2 separate regions of the Sus scrofa genome follow, and region 1 is linked to region 2. Evidence: chromatin contacts called from public Hi-C data. All regions are on one chromosome and are shown on one strand. Each heading gives the region's core, a stretch centred on a gene start, on an enhancer-like site or on the middle of the called end of the contact. The rest is flanking DNA. Distances are from core to core; before and after follow the strand shown.

Region 1 (6,393 bases), core at 3,641-6,140, 480 kb after region 2:
GCCATGGGTGTGGCCCTAAAAAGAGAAAAAGACAAAAAAAAAAAAAAAAAAAAAAAGAAAAGAAAGAAAAGAAAAACTTGCAAAACTAGCAAACACTGTTATGTTAATCTCAGTAATCTGTTCTTCAATGTTTAAGATTATGCAGGAAAATGAAACTGAGAGCCCACTTCCCATTTTTCTTTTTTCTTTTTTTAGGGCTGCACCCAAGGCATATGGAGGTTCTCAGGCTAGGGGTTGAATTGGAGCTGTAGCTGCTGGCCTACACAACAGCCACAGCAATGCGAGATCGGAGCCTCATCTGTGACCTACACCACAGTTCCTGGATCCTTAATCCACTGAGCGAGGCCAGGGATTGAACCTGAGTCCTCATGGATGCTAGTCAGATTCATTTCTGTTGAGCCACGATGGGAACTCCCCATTTTTTTAATGATAAAAATTATACTGGATTATAGTTCACCCCAAGCTCCCAATTTCTTAATTTGTAATTTAAATGCATAGTAAATTACCTATATATATTAGGACCACATAAAAGAGCCATTTTTATAGGTAAACAACAGTCAAACACCAGCAGTTTCATAAGGTTCAACATAACAAGAAACCCTTAGGTTAGAATGCAAATTGCTTCCCTGCTCACAAATAAAATTGTTAATAAACAGTTGTTGGTGAGAGTTCCCATCGTGGCTCAGCAGTAATGAATCCGACTAGTATCCAGGAGGATGTGAGTTCAATCCCTGGCCTTACTCAGTGGGTTAAGGAGCCAGCATTAGCGTGATATAGTTGATGTTAGTATATACAGTCTTTAAGAACAAGATTGGAGTTCCTGCTGTGGAGTAGTGGGTTAAGAATCCAGCTACAGACTTGGCTTGGATCTGGCATTGCTGTAGGCTGGCAACTACAGCACCCACTGGACTCGTAGCCTGGGAACTTCCATATGCCTTGGGTGCAGCCTTAAAACAAAACAAAACAAAACAAAACAACCCCCCCCAAAAAAAAAACCCCAAAAAAACACCATTGCTTATATACAGAGACCTCTTTTCCATAGTAATCTCTTATACACTTTGTTTCCTCCCCTACAATTTTCCCAACACTTTCCCAACTTTTCCGGGACTCATTTGTATAATACTAGGAAAAAACAAAGGGCTAAATATAAAAGGTACTGTGACAAAATGTTCAGGATAAGCACAGTATGCCAGACAATGGCTCACAGTAAAAGCTGCTCAGAGTGATGTTCGCAATAGCAGAGATGCACATCCCCCTTATGGACACTCATGAGCTTTACAAAGCATCTACAGGTGATCCTGAAATTCTTCTTCCAGTTGTAGGAATATAACCCAAGATTTCCACCACTCAGAATTTTGTCTTAAATGCTGTACTAAGACAGAAACTAAACTTTTGGTGGGGAGCATGACAAGGGGTACACAGAAACAGAAATACAATGTTGCACACATGAAACTTACATAATGTTATAAAACAATGTTATCTCAATAAAAAAATAAATCTAAAATTAAAAAAGAATGCAGTCCTACTGAAACCCTGATTTCAGCCTGTTTGACCCTTAAGGTAAGCCTACCAGACTTCTAACTAACTGGGAGAAAATAAATAGATGCATTTTAAAAACAAACACACAAAAATTTTTACTGAACTTTGGGAGATAAATATGATTTTTTCCCCGTCTAAACATAGGCTGGAAAAATTCTTTGAAGTTTGATTATCAAAAAAAAAAAAAAAAAAAAAAAAAAAAAAGATGTTGTAAGGGGAAAGGCAGGTACTCTGCAGTTTATGTCTATATTCAATTTCAATGCTGTTTGACTAGAAACGTTTTATTAACATTTTTTGAAACTGTTCATTCTGTCTTTGTAACTTACATGGAACTTACATGGAAAGTGTGTCTCATGTCATAGTCCCTCCTAATATGGCACTCCTTAAAATCGTGATCTACAAGCAGGTGGGATCATTAGAAATCTTGGTGCTGGTGTGTGAGGGGAGGTCAGGAGTGGGGTGGGGTAAGATATAGATTGAAAACATAGCAATGTTTGGAGTTCTCATTGTTGCACAGAGGAAATGACTCTGACTAGGAACCATGAGGTTGCAGGTTCAATCCCTGGCCTCGCTCAGTGGGTCAAGGATCCTCCGTTGCTATTAGCTGTGGTGTGGGTCACAGACTTGGCTCAAATCTAGTATTGCTGTGGTGTAGCCCAGCAGCTGTAGCTCCGATTCGACCCCTAGCCTGGGAATCGCCATATGCCACAGGTGCAAAAAAAGGAAACAAAAGCAAAAAAAAGAAAACATAACAGTGTTTGACACCACTTTTTTTTTTTTTTTTTTTTAGTCTTTTTAAGGTCGCAGCCTTGGCATATGGAGGTTCCCAGGCTAGGCGTCCAATCAGAGCTACAGCTGCCAGCCTACACCATAGCTCATGGCAACACCAGATCAGAGCCGAGTCTGTGACCTACACCACAGCTCATGGCAATGCTGGATCCTTAACCCGCTGAGTGAGGCCAGGGATCCAACCGGCAACCTCATGGTTCCTAGTTGGATTTGCTTCTGCTGCACCACGACTGGAACTCTTATATCTTTTTTAAAAATCAATTTTAGACTACATTTATCTTTTGAATCCCAAAGGAGTAGCATTCTTACCTTTCCATTAATCCTTCTATTCCCTTGTATCTCCCCATATTTCCTATATTATTTTCCCACTGTCATGATTAACAATTTACACTGTATAATTCTTAGATGCTTTGTCTTTGGTAGATTCTAAAGTTTATAAACTAATAAACAGTATTAACGACGTTACGATAATGTACCTGTATTTCTCTAGAGAACCAAGCATGGATGGATCATAAAAGAAGAAACATTTCACGTCTAAAGAAGTACTAATCTAATAGATCCCCCCCCCCAAAAGCCAAAGTAACATTTACTGAGGATTTAACACTGTGCTAGCACTTTACATACACCACCTTAGTTAATCCTCAAAACAACCACTCAAAGAAGGAATCATTAGGGCACTTTACAAACAGAAACTAAGACTAAAGTGACATCATTTGCCCAGGTTGCCTAGTATGAAGCAGAGCAGGAATGTGAATCCAGGTATGGCTCCAGGGCCTGACCTCTTCACCACTATACTGCTTGCTCATGCTAACTATTCTTTCACTTTCCTTTTCTTAGCAGTTTCTTAGAATAACAGAGGGAGTGTGTTATTCAACAAGACAGAGCTTAAAATTATTCTGTCTAGGTATTTAACTTATTTTGAACTACATGTTCTATTCCAAATCTTTTAAAACTATTAAAAGGACATTATATTCAGCCTTTATACACACCAAATTTGGAACACATTAGAGCCTCTGCTTTATGACTAGATTTCACAATATAGTATACAAAAGCGAAGTGTAGATCTAAGTATCTTTTCCTGTTCGCATATTAAAAACCATGAAATAAAATATTCAAAGCATAATGCAATACAGAAAAAGTTTTTAAAACTCTGGAATGAAAACTTTAAAAATGAAATTTCCCTGCAGATACAGTTTTAACTCTCCTTTCTATCTTAGATCACATTTTTCAATTGGAGATGATTTAAAGGATTACTGAATTACCAAGTATGATGTTGTTTCTTGTTACGTTATATCCAGTATGTAGCCATACAGTAGACTGGTTTCATTCCAAGTTATCTTTACTTCTAAAATTTACTGAAGAGAACCTCATTCATAGGCCAATTCTCTCCTAATGATTTCCAAGCACTGTCCTCACAAAGGGAGTGAGGTGCTAACTAAACCCACTCAGAAATGAAATCATCAGGGGTCAGGTGGAAATCAGGTTCTCCTGACACTGAATTCTCCATAGTAGGAGGTAAAGGGTCTGGGGTTATAATCATAACCTAAACCCTGAAACCACTTCGATCCAACAAAATATGTTACACTGAACAACTATAACTACTTTATGGTTTATTTCCATTGAAGCTGTTCTTCAGAAAACAGCTAGTTCACCATACCTCATTTACAATTCAGAACCAGCTTTTAATCTATAGGGCCATTCGAACAGATGTGGGTTAAGAGTGGATGTTAGTTTCCAAAACAGCTCTAGACTTGATAGCCACTCATCCTATCTACCAGTTTTCCAAAGATGTCCTGAACTCTGTAGATACTTGTAATTTGGAGATCTTTATTTCTTCTTATCTGTTTAAGTACCTGTCACCACCTTAAAGCTGTGAGCTTCAGTATAGGAGAGGGTGTGACATCGGTGCATCCCCCAGGACCAGCACAAGGCACACAGAAAGCTCTGAATGCCTGTGGAAACAACTGCAGGACAAGGAAGTCCATGCTGCAAACAAAGGACAACGGAGAGGGAACGTTTTAACTGGAAGGTGCAGGAACCAATTACGCTTTAGAGACTTACAGGCGTTGCACCTACTCAGGTAAAAATGTAACAAGTGAAGGGACATCAGCAAGCCGGACTCGGGCATTACAGCCTACCTTCCGTGACTCTTTACTGTGTACATGTGGTGTAGCCGCTCGCCCTGGAGAGTCCGAGGCCTTCCGCCTTCGGGCTCCCACCCCTGCCGGCAAACAGCGGGGCGAACATTACCAGACTCAACCTGTCCTCAGCCCCCTCCCGTCATGACCGGCCATGCTTCAGCCCGGGACTAAACTCCAGCCGCGTCTGCCTGCTTCCAGGCCGTACCATGACAGAGCAATTAGAGCAGACCAAAGGCAGACCCGGTTCACTCACCTACTTGGTACAGCCGGCCCTCGGGGGAAAAAATGGTAATGTGACGGTCAAAACCAGCGCTGGAACCACGGGACATGGTGGTGAACCACTACTCCAAGCACAGTCTCGATGTCCCGTAGCTCCCGCACCAGGCGTACAAGCCTCTCAGGAAGTTACAGCGACCGCTTCCGGGGCACAGACCGGCTTCATCCGCTCCTGCGCACAGAACTCACAACTCCGAGGCCCCGCCGCTGGTGGGGGGGAGTGAGGAGAGCCGACTGAAGGTTTTCTGAGCGCATGCGCCAGCCCTAAGTGTGGGAGACCTGAAGTAGGCAGGGGAGTTCCGGTTATGACGGTTTAGAGCTCTCTTCTGGAGACTGAATTGACCAAAGCAAGAACAAAAAAACCTTTCCGGGGCCTGCAGTGATATGCCTGTCAGTGTAACCTAAATGGATCGTGTATTTAACAAATTACTCATTAGTTTTGGCACCTGTAATATCCACCCTGGGTCTGGATTGCTGGCGTTCTTCCTAACCTCCTCTTTCCCCTACCACTTTCCTTCCTGCTGCTGCAGGGAGAAATAAATGGATTACAGCGGCTGCGCTAGCAGCCGTAGATTTTATATACAGAAGTGTTCTGGTAGCCACTCCAGAGCAGAATTTTCTTCAGGCTAGTTAAGATCCTTCTTTGGTCAGAACCGCACCCCCCCCACCCCATAGTTGTGTCTTTAAAATGATACTTAGGGGGAAATTTAGGTGTAATAGAGGAATCAGTAGCCTTGATTGATAACGAACAAGAACCGAAGCACAAAACATAGCAGGCTGATACTAGATGTACTAAGGAGAATAATTCCAAGCAGGCGAGGTAGCTCCTGGAGAACAGCAGGTGGCTTTTGAAACTGTTAAGATGTGCCTATTTTGACCTTACCCCAAGGCACACTCCTATTTAGAGAATATAAAATGCTGAACTGATTGATGTTAAGCTACTGTTGCTCATCACCACCACTCAGTAGTTTGTACACCAATAAGGCCAGATATGTCAAGATTGCTGGCACTTCAATGCCAGCTGTAAGTAATAATGAGGAAAGTTTTTGTTGTTTTGTTTAGTTTTTTTGTCTTTTCAGGGTCACACCTGCAGCATATGGAAGTTTCCAGGCTAGGGTTGAATCTGAACTGTAGCTGCCCGCTTACACCACAGCCACAGCAACACCTGATCCAAGCCGCATCTGCGACCTACACCACACAGCTCAAGGCAATGCTGAGCGAGGCCAGGGATAGAACCCAAGTCTTCTTGGATACTAGTCAGGTTCCTTACCAATAAGCCATATCAGGAACTCCCGGATTCTTACCTCTTTAATATATTTCCTCTTAAACTCACATTCCATTTAAATGAAAAAATTTTGCAAGAGCCTCCTAAGGAGTTTCTTAAGGAAGTTCCAATTTCTCCAGTGTTTTTAATATGTACACATATATCATTACTAAAAAAGAAAATCCAAAACTGAAACTTAAGAAAATAGTAAGTGCAAGCATCATCATCTCCACACAGGGTACTTTCCATCTCTGGCTGATTCCCAAGTGTACTGTTAAAAGTTGTCCCTTGCTTCTAGTTTAGGTCCTTACCCTCAAGACCAATTCCTCCTGACCTTTTGAGTACTTTCTTTCCCTCAGACGTTGAACAAGTCTCCTAAACTGA
Region 2 (6,825 bases), core at 332-2,831:
ATAAGCTTTAAGTTCCGGCGCTGGCACTTTTTCCTACATTCCTCCCCTTATAGAAACACCTGAACACTAACTCCAATTCAAATTCTACCCATTCTTCAAGATAACTTAGGTAATTCCACCTTCAACTAGCCTTTGCTAACCATTCCACAGTGAAAAGATTTCCTCTGCCTCTGAATTCCTACAGTATTGTTTACAGTTAAGCATTCAATTGGCAATTTAAGGAAGTGGTGACCTATGAAAGATCTTTAATTGAAGTCAGATCGTAACTATTTATACCTCACACTGAGTAGAACCCAGAATTGCACGAAGAAGTCACTTATAAACACTTATTTGGGGTTGGTTGATTTATTGACTGCAGTACATTCTTCCACGGAGGTTCTTTGAAAGGAAACCTGAAAAGAGGGTGTAGAGATGACAACACACTGTCATCAATCTGTCATCAATTCTTGCTTTACATGGCCAAAATCAGACCAAGACAAAAAATAATGTCTCACATTCATTATATGGACAGAAAAAAAGAATCCAAGTAATCACAAATTCCATTTGTTTTTAAAATAATAATTCCTAAAAGGGTGCAAAAACTATCATCCATGATGTTGGGCTCCTCTCAGTCTTGAAAAGTTCAGAGAGATGCTGCAAACGGTACCGCTCCCACGTCAGCCCCCCGAAAGAGCACCGATGTCAAGTACTGACTGACACGTTGACTTGGAAGCTGAGATTAATAAATTCTAAACCGGCCAGGAGCCAATACAAATCTACCCTTGGCTCAGACAACCCACCCACGTTGCGAAGTAAAGGTTGCAAAGGTGTAAAATAAGAAGTGGGTGGTCTGAGGAGAGGAGGCATTTCCAGAGTCTCCCAGACAGGATGCGGGACAGTCCTCGCTCCGGACGGCTCCGGGCACAGCCCGGAGGTCCCAAGGGCGGGGCGGACCGTGGGCAGGTCCGCGCGGCGTCCAGAAGTGCGGCGAGTCCAGGCTCGCGCCCTGCCCAGCCCCGCCCCGCCCCGCCCCGCCCCGCCAACCGGGATCCGCCAGGAGCACAGGCAGCGCCCGGCGAACAGTCCCGGTGCTACCGAGGGCCGGGAGTGAGTCTCCGCCCCTTCCCTCTCTCCCCGCCCCGCTCTCCCAGCAGGACGCAGCTGCCGGCGTGCAGAGAGCGGCCTGGCGCTAGTCTGGCTCGAGGACTTGGGGTCCCAGCTCTGCTGGGTCGCGTACCTGAGCTATCTCCATCCTCAGAGACCGACGAGCTCTCGGTGTCCTCGTCCTCAGAGCTGCTCCCCTCGTTTTCGGCGTAGTCCACCTCCATCTCATCGTGATGGTTCGTCTCCTTCTTATCCCCTCGAGAATGGACTGGCATTTTCCAGCCGCGCCGTCGCTTCCCACTCCCAGTGCCCAGCCCGGCCACCGCCGCTTCAGTGAAGGGCGCGCGGAACGCCCCGACCCACCCAGCGGCGGAGCTCGTTCTGAAACCCCTCGGCTCCTCCCCGCCCCCGGCCCGAGCCTCACAACCTAACCCGCAGGCTCTGCGCTGGGAGCTCTGCCATTGGTGGAGGCAGTGCTCCTAGCCGGGGGGATGGGGCTTGTGTAGCTCGGGTCCGGTTGGTTACCAGTAATTACGGCGCGGCCTCGCGGTGTATGTTGGGAGTTGTAGTCCCTAGTGGTTCAAGACCCGCAGGGGCAGCCGGCTTCCAAGCTTCAATGGCCCGGCTTGCTTCTCCTCTCTGGACTTCAAGTCCCACAAGGCATGAAAGCTGCCAGACTCGATCGGAGTTTGTAAACTAAGCAAAAACAGATTGTGCGAATTTGGTCTTTATTTATTCTTTTCCCGCCAAGTGATTGTCTGAGCGCCCAAGCTATCCAAAATGTTACTGTCAGATGTGAAAAGGTCTTTTGCCCGAGGATTTTTCCTCCCCTTTGAGGCTGAGGGAACTGGAGAAATGTTTTTACCTAAGCATATTTATTACCACTAATAAACTAATATTAATAAATTAGTTTCTGCTGACGATAACTTGCACTTTCTATGTTGCACAAAAATCTTCCAATTGTTTTTTGAGACTTTTGTAATCAAAAATATGGAAAGAAAGGAATTTTTATCATGGCACTTTCAGCTAGTATTTTTTGCATTCGTTTTTTACCATATGCAACGTGAAAATGCCACCGGTCTTAAGTTTTCAATGAAAAATACACTCTGGTCACTCTTTATGTGCCAAGCACTGTTATGTGCTTTAAGTACATTAATTCACTTAATCCTTATAAAAACTCCATGAACTACATATAATTAGCCTTCCGTTTTGTAAATGAGGAAACTGAAGCGCCAAGTTAGATTACTTGGCCAAAGTCACACCACTAATAAGTAGCAAAGCTAAGGTTTGAACTTGAGTAGTCCAGCATCAGAGCCCACACCCAACCACCATCACACAGTGCCCCTGTAGCAAGTGCTTTCTGTTCTGCTGCTTAAAGAAAAACAGAAGGAAGCTGGAGAGGAGGTATGGATTCTAGCCCTAGTTCTACTGATAACCAGGCAATTCATTTGGGCAAATCACATAATATCTCATCAGTGGTAAAACAAGAAGGTTGCATTATGTTATTGCTAAGTTCTCTTCCAGCTCTAAAAGTCCTGTCATCATTATATTTATGTTTAAGGCAGACAAAATAATATAAGATTGCGCAATTAGAGTTACAGGGTGGTGTTTTGCTTAAAAGGAGTTTCTCTCTCCCCTCCTCAAATAGATTTTTAAAAAGATGTGTAGCAAATGTAAGAGAAACCATAAGGGGAAAAATGAATAAGGCTGGAAAAGAATATTGTCAGCTTGGAAAATACAAATTAATATAAAGCAAACCATGAAAGCTGAGTGAAGTTTCCTCAATCTAGCCTTTAAAAGGTAGGAGTTGGGATTTCCCTGATGGCTCAGTGGGTTAAGGATCTGGCATTGTCACTGCTTTGGCTCTGATTACTGCTGTGGCCCAGGTTTGATCCCTGGTTTGATCTTCCACAGGCCGAAGGCATGACAAAAAATAAAAAAAGTAAAAAGGTAGGAATGATGCCTTCCATTAATGTAGCACTTTACATTTTGTAGGGCTTACACTATCTTTAGATCCATTTTAAGTCTCACTTTTTCTTTCACTCTCTTTATAATGGTCACAGCTGCAGCGTATGGAAATTCCCAAGCTAGGAGTCAAATCTGAGCTGCAGCTGCCGGATCCCAGCTGCATCTGCAACCTACGCTGGAGCTTGAGGCAACATGGGATCCCTAACCCACTGAGCCATGCCAGGGATCAAATCCGCAACCTCACATACACTATGTTGGGTTCTTAATCCACTGAGCTACAAAAGGAGCTCCTCTCACTTCGCATTAATTCATTCATGCTTACTTATGGTCAGGAGTTCCCTTCCTGGCACAGTGGAAACGAATCCAACTAGAATCCATGAGGATGCAGGTTAGATCTGAGGCCTCGATCAGTGGGTCCGGGATCTGGTGTTGCCATGAGCTATGGTGTAGGTCACAGACACAACTCAGACCTCGAGTTGCTGTGGTGTAGGCCAGCATCTGTAGCTTCAATTCGACCTCTAGCCTGGGAACCTCCATATGCTGTGGGTTTAGCTCTAAAAAGCAAAAAATAAAACTCTTGGTCAGTCATCAGCAAAATCTACTGTGTGCTCACCCTCTTCTTTGAAACAGTCCCTTAATTTTCCTGTTCTAAAGTAAACGTGGCTCTCCCCAGGACACTGCACCCCTGCTCCCACTGAGCATTGTCACAGAGTAGGTGTGTTCCTTGTCCTCCTCAGTCCTTCTGGATGTTCTTCCCCCTCTCCTCCCTAAAAAGCCCCAATTTGTCGTCAGAATATACCACATAGTATCTCTGCTTGTGGCTGTCCTGTACATACTCCCAGGGTCACTCTTCCCCATTTTTCTGAAGATTTTAGCTCTTGGCACATTCCCTTCCATGATATGCCTCTCATACTCCTTGGTCATTTTAGTATTCACATAGATGATCCTATACCTCTCTGCTTCCTACTGGGTTTGCTTTGGCATAGAGTAGACATAAAATAATTCTGGCATTTTCTTTCTAGTTTTACTCCCATACTTTCTTTGGAGTAACTTTTTTCCAATAAGTCTTATTGAATATTTTAATATTATATAATAATTTAGACATATAGATAACTATGCAGAATATGATATATGTAACACAGTATGCACCTCTAAGCTTTGTCAAATCTTAGCATTTTACCACTTTTGCTCCAGACCCCTCTTCAGTCCCATTCTCTCCTTCCTCCTCCAGAGCCATTCTTCTGACCTTTGGTGTTTTTGATTCATGCATGTATACATACCTTTTTTTGTGTGTATGTACATATCCATAAATAATAGAAAGGAGTGTTTAGCATGTTTTAAACTGGTCTCATACATTACAACTTCCTTTTTCCTCAACAACATTTTTGAGACTTATCTATTATGATACAGGTAGCGCTAATCTAGTTATTTTAACCCGATCTAAGATAGTCTATGGAGTACATAAATTTCATTGAATGAATATTAAAAATTTTACTCATTTACCTGTTAGTGGAAATTTAGGTTGCTTCCAATTTTTTCATTATTAAAAACACTTGCCTCAATGAATATTCTCTCTCTCTCTTTTTTTTTTTTTTCCTTTGGCTGTGCCCACCCAAGTTCCTGGAGCTGCAGAGATCAAACCTGCATCACAGCAGCAACACAAAAAGCCATGTGGTGACAACACCAGATCCTTAACCCACAAGAGAACTCCTCAGTGAATATTCTTGTATGTATCTTTTTGGGCACGTGTGTGAGGATTTCTATAGGTCAGTGGTCCCCAAAGTGGGTGTGTGTAACCAGAGAGTATATCCTACGGGTCAGGAAAAAAATATTAGAACTTCTGTTCATAAAATTTTTTAATTTTATCACTGTTTGAAATAAAACAGATATAGGAAAGAAGCTCTAAGCCCATTTTTTTGCTCTGATTTACCCTCATTATATTCCTTGTGCTTGTTTTTAATCAGCCTCTAAAGAGAAGGAAACTTATTTCCAACCATTACCACATGGTGGCACTAAGACATCAGCTGTGCTTTCACAAACCTTGTCACTGTTGATTGATCTAAGCCAGATGCTTGTAGCTGGAAAAACAAAGGCAGGAGACCAGAGGCAGCAACTCATGGCTAACACTCAAAACAGGGTAAACATTTTACAAAATTTAGGTCTTTAGAGACCTATATTGACAACTGAGACCAATTTATAATTATACCAATTGCATGAGACCATGATTTCAATTGCTCAAGGATGAAACAGTCTAAAAGTGCTTAATTAACATAGCCCTGTTCACTGGTACAGGGCCTGTCATTGTATTAATTGTCTGTTTCCATAAAATAGTTCTTGGATTAGTTCAACTATAAATTTGATAATATTCCTATTCCTCATATTTATGTTGTTATTATTCCATTACCTCATAGCTCAAATTAGCTTGTGCTTTTCTATTGTCAATATATAAAGTAGAGAAATTTTCCCTTTCTCTAAGATTTTTCTCAAATGTAAATAGTCTCTGTGCAGTTTTATCTTTCATATGTATTCTTCCTCTTCAGATAATTTTTCTTTGTACTTAAAGTGGCTATTTTTTTTGTTTTGGACTTTCCAGTATCTAGCCCCTTTTTGAGGCAATAGCTCCTTAATTTTCTCCTTCAAGAACTCCCTCTGGAGTTCCCGTCGTGGCGCAGTGGTTAACGAATCCGACTAGGAACCATGAGGTTGCAGTTTCGGTCCCTGCCCTTGCTCAGTGGGTTAACGATCCGGCGTTGCCGTGAGCTGTGGTGTAGGTTGCAGACGCGGCTCGGATCCCGCGTTGCTGTGGCTCTGGCGTAGGCCGGTGGCTACAGCTCCGAATCGACCCCTAGCCTGGGAACCTCCATATGCCGCGGGAGCGGCCCAAGAAATAGCAACAAAAACAACAACAAAAAAGACAAAAGACCAAAAAAAAAAAAAAAAATTATAAAAAAAAAAAAAAAAAAAAGAACTCCCTCTGCTCCATTTAGCCCATATGGTTCAAGTGACCAATCAGAATTCTCCTGGTTTAGGCATGGCCATGTGGACAAATCTAGACCATGATGGGCATTGCCAGAACTTTCATTGGAGCTATTGGGAAAGAGATTTTGTCTTTTGAAATTACAACTTCTATTAAGCCTCTGAGCCTAGGTTTATGGAGCCCTTTCTCCTTCCATATGCTACTGAGGGAAACAGGGAGGCAGGCATGGAAACAACAGAGAGCAAAAGCACATCTAAGATAAAGATCCCTGGTGGCCTCATTTAAGCACCTGGATCCACATGTGTTCTATGTTAATCCTTAGACTTGAGCCAACAAATTCTTATTGTAGCCGTTTTGACTTGATTGTTCATTAACTTCAGCTGAAAGAGTTCTGACTCCAACAGCTGTTTTTTTTTAATGTGTGTGTTTTTTGAGCAGTAAATGAAATACTTTTAAATATTCCATCTTTCTTACCTATTCCTGTCAAAAGTCCCCTTTCAGAGTTCCCTTGTGGCATAGTAGGTTAAGGATCCAGTGTTGTCACAGCAGTGGGGTCAAGTCACTGCTATGGTATGGGTTAAGTCCCTGGCCTGGGAACTTCTACATGTTGCAGGCACAGCCACAAAAATAATAAAATAAAGTCCCCTTTCATACTCAATTACATATTAACTATTAATTGAATGCATAGTATATTTCAGGTACAAGAGATTCATCAGTGAACAAAACAGATACAGCCTCTGATTTGTACAGAGCTTAGAGAAAAGAGATAAACATTAAACAATTAACTATAAAAATGA

What was found. A called contact is a pair of places that touch in the nucleus more often than the background predicts.
Region 1: a Hi-C map of liver shows a contact between it and region 2, with 4 times the contacts expected there. The contact joins the promoter of PSMA6 here to the promoter of BRMS1L in region 2. A contact is called at or near these places in 1 of 5 promoter capture datasets (liver) and 2 of 47 Hi-C or Micro-C datasets (embryonic fibroblasts and liver).

What each region holds. Positions count from the first base shown.
Region 1 is chr7:64,598,461-64,604,853 of Sscrofa11.1, forward strand. PSMA6 (proteasome subunit alpha 6) reads right to left here and starts at 4,891. Exons shown (of 7, transcript NM_001139472.2): 1 at 4,723-4,891. The coding sequence starts at 4,798.
Region 2 is chr7:64,122,271-64,129,095 of Sscrofa11.1, forward strand. BRMS1L (breast cancer metastasis-suppressor 1-like protein) reads right to left here and starts at 1,582. Exons shown (of 10, transcript XM_013989042.1): 1 at 1,217-1,582. The coding sequence starts at 1,358.